Linked DNA regions of Zea mays: regions 2 and 3 are each linked to region 1. The links are chromatin contacts, called in public Hi-C maps. All regions are on one chromosome and are shown on one strand. Each heading gives the region's core, a stretch centred on a gene start, on an enhancer-like site or on the middle of the called end of the contact. The rest is flanking DNA. Distances are from core to core; before and after follow the strand shown.

What was found. Hi-C and Micro-C count contacts between places; a contact is called where the count stands out from the background.
Region 2: a contact with region 1 is called in a Hi-C map of leaf, with 5 times the contacts expected there. The contact joins the promoter of LOC100276290 here to the promoter of LOC103650550 in region 1. A contact is called at or near these places in 2 of 25 Hi-C or Micro-C datasets (ear and leaf).
Region 3: a Hi-C map of leaf shows a contact between it and region 1, with 9 times the contacts expected there. The contact joins the promoter of LOC100282948 here to the promoter of LOC103650550 in region 1. A contact is called at or near these places in 2 of 25 Hi-C or Micro-C datasets (ear and leaf).

The regions. Positions count from the first base shown.
Region 1 is chr3:130,305,753-130,308,452 of Zm-B73-REFERENCE-NAM-5.0, reverse strand. LOC103650550 (serine/threonine-protein kinase EDR1) reads left to right here and starts at 1,399. Exons shown (of 13, transcript XM_008676128.2): 1 at 1,399-2,358. The coding sequence starts at 1,955.
Region 2 is chr3:130,044,520-130,047,219 of Zm-B73-REFERENCE-NAM-5.0, reverse strand. It overlaps LOC100276290 (Membrane magnesium transporter), which reads right to left and starts at 1,412. Exons shown (of 5, transcript NM_001405985.1): 1 at 1,367-1,412; 2 at 988-1,130; 3 at 537-589. The coding sequence starts at 1,060.
Region 3 is chr3:130,027,770-130,030,492 of Zm-B73-REFERENCE-NAM-5.0, reverse strand. It overlaps LOC100282948 (ATP-citrate synthase), which reads right to left and starts at 1,319. Exons shown (of 11, transcript NM_001155853.1): 1 at 1,024-1,319. The coding sequence starts at 1,122.

The DNA.
Region 1 (2,700 bases), core at 150-2,649:
GAGTGCAGTATTGGGAAGCCACATGCCAAACTTGACAGCTGAAAGGGATTGGTCCACGGATTGGCTACTTTGGGAGTTCTTTTCCGTCTAAAAATCGTCAACAGAAAATATCAGTACTAGTCTATCTCTATATATGACTCGTGAGTAAAAACCCGCTCATGATTATCTATGGAATTCCAGGTTATTTCGGTGTGCAAGGCCACAACATTATTTCTCATGCTTAACACCGATAAAAAATAAAGTTGTACAACCAGTTGGTGTTTCTGAGAAAAATCCATCGATTGAAACTATAATCAGGACCTGCAAACTTTGGTCCAATTTAAGGCGTAAACACGAACATGGCAGAAAGCTTTGTTTGGAGAAAGGCACAGGGGTTACTAAGTACTAACTACTGTAGTGTTTTTTTTTTCTATCCTTCTCTTTTCTTTCTTTCTTTCTTTCTTTCTTCGTGTTCTTTTTCTCTCCATACTTTTGTGGTGTACTGCAGTCTAGTATCCGATTAAGCATTAAAATCAAGCCAGGGCGTGAAAAAGAGATTAGTCAGAGCTTTACCACATCTCCTTTGTCTTTTACATCTTGCTTGATTATTGGTAGGTAGAGTTAGATATGGGCATGGCTAGATGTTCTGTTGAGAAGTATATACACCACATGAAAAAGGTCACACTAGCAACAAACACAAGGGAAGAAAAAGTTGACCAAAATTTATGGCATGCAAGCATACACTTCCAGACAGTTGAGTGCTAATCAATTGGCACCCACAAAGGACCTACAACAAGAAAAGCAAACCATATAAATGCCCACCAAAAAGGAACTCCAAACTTGCAACACATAGTCATATAGATCTAGACGGTTAAAAGCCAAGAACTAACCATAAATCCATCCTAAAATTGTAGCAACAGTAGGTGATAATAAGAGCTCCTTTGGAACACATAATTTTCTTCACAGAAATTAGTTTAAAAACATAGAAAAACACACAAAATTCGGGAAATATTCTTTTATTCCAGAGTGGCATAAAACGTCTTTGATGTGTAGTAATACACCAACCAATACCAATTCACTAGTTGCTAATATTTTCCCTCGTTACGATACATAGCAAGGGAGGTGACTAGGAACAGAGATAGCGCCTGTTGGCACTGGCAATAAGGTAGGTAGATAGGAACAGGGACAACGCCTGTGTGGATCAACACAACACCCAAGAAAATATAGAAAAGAAATCGAAAAATGGGTACAAAATATGTTGGCAAGGCTCCAAATATCAAACAAAAACTAAGACTAGATGTAAAATGCCACTATAGCAACCTGGCAAACAGCCTCAGCAATTTTTTTATCACCAAGTTCACCAATCACTAGGGAACATTATAAAGAACACCTCATGCTATTTTCACCGGATCTCATATTTCATCTACTATTTAATTTTTTCGTTTTAAACTTAACTGAACAAACAGTATTACAATACGTGGAGACAGTCTCACTTCCCTCCATATTCTATATGACATAACTTTTTTCTCTCTCTATCATTTATTCTACCAATTATTATTACTTGTGTTTATTTTATTCATTCAATCTCCATCCGGATGCGTCATGCGTGTGTGTGACTTGTGAGAGAGACAGATTCCACAGCAATTTGCTCCCCTTCCACGCACAGGTCAAGAACCGCTCCCCAGAAAAGATCGTATTTTTCATCGATTCAACCGGTTTCTGTACGGGAAATCGCTGCTGGAGATCTCAGAGAACCGGAAGCTCGGAGCTTTTGCTCCGTTTGCGTCGAATCTGCCTTGGGAGCGGATAAAGGAGCGGCCTTTCGAGCTCGTCGGAGCCGCCCCTGAGGAGGCGAAAGGGGACGCGGCGGCGGCGCCATCAGCTGTAGGGCGCTCGTGGAAGTCGGTGAAGCCGGTGGTTTGAGGACGAGGTGGCCTCGGTGGTTTCGAGGAAGCCACCCACTGCCGCGGCGGGGATGGACTCCAGCGGGGAGGAACTCCTGAAGAAGATCCGGGAGCTGGAGGTTGGGCAGGCGCAGCTCAAGCAGGAGATGTCCAAGCTGATACCCGGCGCCGTGGAGCGGCGGCGCTCGCAATCCGTCTCGCCGCGGCGCGGCGCGCCGGTGCCACCGCCGACCAAGGCGAAGGCGGGGCCACCAGGTAGGCTGCTGTCCGGGGGATTTGAGGGCGGGCAGCGTGCGTGGGCCCGTGGGTCGGCGTCTTTCCCGCACTCATCGCCGCTGCATCGGGAGGGCCGGGCCACGGGCGCTGGAAATGGTAGCACCAGCGCTAGGCTGCCTGAGAGGCAGTACTCCAGGGTGCTGCAGTCACTGGGGCATTCCGTCCACATTCTTGACCTCGATGGGAGGATCATATACTGGTTAGATTTCTGGCGCTTCACCTTTTTTTACTTGCTTGACTGCAACTTGGGAGATTGACAAACATTCGAGGAAATGCAGTAGTCATGCTGGTTAGATATGTTGATTGTAGTGCCTGAAATGGAGTAAGTGGCCACATATACGAGTTGTGACCAAAATGAAATTTATTTGAACCTCTTGCGATAGCAATCCTAGAATCTTAAGCAATTCTTGTGTGCCATTTTTATCTATCAGTAAACATGCGATAGAGGTTGCAGTGGGATAGTGCAAATGACAATCGGTTACATTGTTGGCACTCTATATAACCCTAGCTCTGTAAGGATGTGCTGTTACATATTATCTTA
Region 2 (2,700 bases), core at 163-2,662, 260 kb after region 1:
AGAGGCTGCATCAAACATAGGACCTTTTGGCACAGTAGAAAGATGTCTGATTGATAAAACCAGAACAGCTAACTAAAACAAAACTAGTCAAATGCCCGTGTATTGCTACGGTTTCTATATATCATATAGGTAGACTTTATTTTAATAAAAACACAAAAATATATGTATTTTGTTGGTTAAGTGGGTGTGAATGTGGAGCTAAAAACCAAGGTTTAAACCCCACTTCCACTTGTGCACAATTTTAGCCCGTGGGACAGGTGCTTTATATAGTAGAGATAGTTGGCACAGAAGACAGTACAGAAGGATATATGCATATACATATACATATATACACCTCAAACTCATACATATCAGAGTACCACATGTTATGTTTTAGTTGCACACCAAAATTCTTTGGACATACTATAGGTAATGACAAACTTCTCAAATCATATCACTGCATAATTCAGCCCTCTGCAAAATTACCAGTCCGAGCTGCAAATATGGAAACTAGAAATAAAACAAAAAAAAAGATGTCCGGTGTTGATAATACGTACATCCATGGGCGGCCGCGAGAACTCCTCCTCCGTGATCTTGAGCACCGCGCGGTCTGTAAAAAAACCCATCAAAACCGTCAAGCCAAACCACCTAACAACAGCACCTAGTTCGACGAATTGTCCAGGAATCTCGCTGGCGCTGAAAAGAGCATCAATCATAGTATCCTACGGGTGCACTGCTGAGCCAACCACGCAGCCGTCGAACCCGGTCGGTGAAGAGAGCCCAGGATCACAGAAGCTCGTGAACTAGATCTAAACCTCGCCTCACTTCACTAAAGGCTCAACGGCGGGATCGATCCGAGAGCACATCGGGTTCCGAAGGACCGAGAACCCACGACGGAACGGCAACCCAGAGTCAAGACGGCAAATCAAAGGCGCCCTCGGGAAACGGAGATCCACGGCGAAATTTGGTGAGAGCGCGGCGACGGGATGGGACAAGGATGGAGCGTACACTGGATGGTGGCGTAGGCGGCGTGGGCGAGGATGGCGCCGCCGAGGACGCCCACTACGTAGCCGATGCCCATGGCGACTGCCGACTGGGCTAACGAGTCCGGCTGCTTCTCCCCCGCCCCCCTGCTCGCCGCGCCTGAACTCCTGACGAGCACGCGTGTAACGACCGAAGCAGAGGTGAGTGTAGATCTGTAGATCTACGTGGTTCTAGAAGCATTAGAGTTAATCTGGGTCATTGTGTGGCTTTTTTTAAATTGTAATCTGGCTTATCTAATGGCTTATAAATACATGTACTAATAAACTGTCAGAGATCATGAATTGAATAAGAAAAGATTAGCCACAAACTTGTCTACTTCTTCTTCCTCTCCACCGAAGCTTACCAGGGAAGCTGTCGGTTCCTGCTATCGTGGCTCACGTCTAGGGTTTGGCGAACCCTAGGCCACGGGTCATGACAATTTGGTATCAGAGGACGGTCGACTCCGGAGCTGACAAGACGGCGCCGATGGTGAAACCGTCTGTCCAGACGCGTCTCGTGCTGGAGGCTATGGCGACTGTGGAGCAGAAGGGAGAGGAGAAGTCGGAACAGATGATGAAGATGATGGATCGAGTGGTGAAGAAGTTGGATACGGTGGAAGCTGGACAGCATCGGCTGGAAGGACAAGCCGAGCTCTCAGCTACGGTGGCAAGGAAGGCAGAAGATGAGCGTACTATATTGGCAAGGCAGATGGAGGAGACGGGCAAGGTGGTGGCGCAGTTGCGTTTGGAGATGATGGCAAAGGACTTGGAGGGCGATGGTGATGGATCATCAAGGGAGGGTGCTGATCAAGGTAATCCAAACCGAAGAAGAAGAGAACCACAACAGGAGAGAGTAAGAGAAGAAGAAGATCAGGTGATGGGAGGGCGAGGACATCCATCTCTGCCTAAATATTTGTTTCCCAGATTTCAAGGGAAGGAACCTGGAATATGGTTAGCCAAGTGCCAAGAATACTTCACCATTTATCAGGTTCCTGAAGATTTGTGGGCAATATCAGCATCCATGCACATGGAGGGGAATGCAGCGAGGTGGCTTCAAGTGTACAAGATGAGGCAGGGACTGGGAAACTGGATGCAGTTTGGCAGAGCTGTTTGGGCCAAATTTGGAGTGGAAGAATATCCCAAGGCCATGAGACATCTTCTGAACCTGTATCAGAAGAATGGAGTTGAAGAGTACGCTCAAGAGTTTGAAGAAGCAAGGTATGCCACTGCTGTTCACAACCCGGGGATGGATGAGATTTTTTTGTTAATCAGTTTGTGAAGGGACTGAAGACGGAATTACAAGGGGTGTAATGTGTCATCTGCCACAATCTATGGATAGAGCAGTTATTTTAGCTCATATGCAGCAGGAGATATTAGAGAAGAATATGTTGAAGATGCAGAGGAGTATTACTGCTAATAAGGCTGTGGGCAGTAATCTGAAGACTAACAATAAGGGAGGATTTATTCTGGGTGATCTAACAAAGGAGAGGCAACTCAGGGAGTTTAGAAGAGCTAATGGAATTTGTTTCACTTGTGGTGAAAAGTTTGAGCCAGGTCACCAAGGGAAGTGTCCTAAGAGGGTGGTGACTCAGTTGCATGCCTTAACCGTGGAAGACATGGGCATGGTGTTGACTGATCCTGTGTTGGAGCATCTAGAGTCTGAAGACAAGGAGGTTGAAGAATTGTATAAACTGTCTCT
Region 3 (2,723 bases), core at 70-2,569, 280 kb after region 1:
AATTGCCACCAGACCCACATTGCATAGACTCAGATGGACCCACAATTCATAGACTTAGTGGCAATCATAATCAACGAGACAATCTTTGTAATGGCAAAAATCAGGGATGCTATAGTGAATGAAAGAAACATAAATATAATGAAAGAAGCAACTCACTAGGGAGTAACCAAACTCGATCTGTGTTTCTACAACCAATAAACCTAGCAAACACAAAACACTAAGGCGCCGTTCGGTTGTTACGGATTGGTGGGTCGGAACGATTCCTAACCGGATTGATTCTCTAATTTATATAAACTTTGATTAGCTGGAACGATTCCGGGTGCAATCCGGCACAAATGAACAAGGCCTAAACAAGTGTACTTTCTAAGAGAACACGAATAAAGTGAACTCTTTGTTCCTATCGGTGAATGGCAACTAAAAAACGAAGACAAACTTTTGGCGTTGCCTAGATGATGTTGTTTCTGACACACGCCCTGTTTATCAAAGATTCAGAGTAAAATTCCTTTCAACCAAACTACTTAAACCAAACTATGAGATACTGATACTTAAGAAATTTCTGGTTTTTATGGAGGTTGAGATTTCAATGACCACAACATTAATAGACCCTGGAAACCCATTTTAGCAACCCAATTATTAAACATTTCTTATACCTCCATAACAAAAGGAAGACGTGCTGAGCATTCCAACCTCCAGTTCACCTACTAATAACGAAATGATCAGCCCAACGAACCGCCTCTACCGCAAACGCCCAGGCTTCGAAGCCTGGCCCCGGAATCCTAAGAGAGCGAGCTGACTGCGGACCCCGATCCTGTTCCTACGGTGAACGCGCAGCCCCAGAAGAGTCAGGGGCAGGGGCAGGATCCGGGGCCGGCACCGCCGAGATCCACACACACACGCCTAGCGGCCCGATCCCCCCCCCACCCGACCCACAGACGACAAGGCGATCCGATGCGCACGAACCGCACCGCACCGCAGGAGAGCGAGGAGCAGGGGAAAGAGAGGACTGGGGAGTGAGTGGCCGACCTGCGCGGAGAGGATCTGGAGGTCGATGCCGGCGAGGCGCTTGAGGTGCTCCCGGAGGAGGCGCTTGGAGTCGTACTCCCGGATCTTCTTCCGCGCCATCGCCGCCGGCCGAGTCGAGCCTTGTGGAAGCTAAGGGGAGGAGCAGGCGCGTGCGTGCGTAGCTGCAGCGAGCGAGCGAGCGGCGGCCTGTGCTCGGGATTCGGGTTCGCCGTGCGCGGCCGCGGCGCGGACTGGACGGACGGTTTTTATAGCGAGGCCGCAACGGAAGAAGGGAAAAGCGGCGGGCAGCCGCGACCGCGATGCGCCGTGGTGGTTGTTGGTTTCTATCGGTCACTGGTTGGGTGGCCCCCTCGGGCGGTTTGGTTTGGTGGAGGCGGATGGGATCAGGTTGGGTTGGTGCGGCGAGTGGTGTGACATGCTAGATTGCTAGCACAGTCTCCGTGCCCCTCTACTTTTGTTTGGTTAATGTTACGGTAGAAACCCTTTAGAGTATGTAAAATAGTGGACGTAAAATGTTTAAAATAAAGGATAAGATATAAGATGAAATAAGAGATCTACTGGAGATAAACTAAAGATTGTTTGGAGCAAGAATATTGGAGAGGATTAAGAGAGCTAGAATTCTTTGGCGGGAGCTAGAGCCTCACTGTTAGTGTCGATATGGGCTCCAATCATTTTTGAGCTGTTCCACTTGGCGGCCTTAATGCGGTGGCACGGACGGTCCGCGATCTGACAGAAGGAACGATGTTCTCCGCGCCGAGCCAGACGGTCCGCGCCTAATGGCCGGAAGGTCCGCATGTGCGTAGGGCTGGCAGCGTTCGCCAACGGCACCTGGACCTCGCCCCTCGGAGGGATCCGTCAGAGAGGAGAGATCCTAGGGTTTTTCTTGGAATCGGTAGGCCACTCAAGACGCCTCTAGACAACGTAGAGTCGAAGAGAAGTGAAGATTGATACAAAGAACGATACGTTCCTCGCTACTCCTAGGGCAAGAAAGTAGAGGAATTGAAAAACGGGTTGACTGGTTTGATTGATGGGTGTTTTAATCGGTCATACCCCTTCAAATATATAAGGGCGAGGTCTGGACCCGTTCCTAGGCATTCTCCAACAACTCCCGCGAGTTTAGAGGGATAAACACACGCGGAGAAAAGGATTTCAACTGCCTGATCTAATCCTATCGCGGACTGTCCGTGCCTATGGGCGAACCATTCCGCAGGCCTGACAGTCCTGACCTCTTGGTCGGACCGTCCGAGCATGCTCAGTGCCACAAATGGTGCTCAACACATGCCTCCTTCCTTTTGGGAAAGTTGAGCGAACCAAAAGCACTTGTGCAGTTTGGACCCAACTTGATATTTCAATATCAGTTTATCTAAGCATTTTGTCACATACTAGGATGATATTGCTTCAAGAAACGACCATTCAGCATCTTGGGTAGGTCCTCACCTTGCAAAGTTTGTAACATGTAGGCATTACCAACGATTACTTGTGTGATTATGTAAGGGCCTTCCCAACTTGATGACCATTTGCCAAATTTTCGGTCCTTGCTTCTTAGTGGCAAGACGGTCTTCCACACCAGGTCTCTAACCTAGAATGATTTAGTTTTGACCTTCTTGTTGTAAGTTTTGGCAACCATAATCTTGTCTTTCTCGGTCTCTCCTAGAGCCACCAATCTTTGTCGGTTAGTTCATCAATATTGTCCATAATCA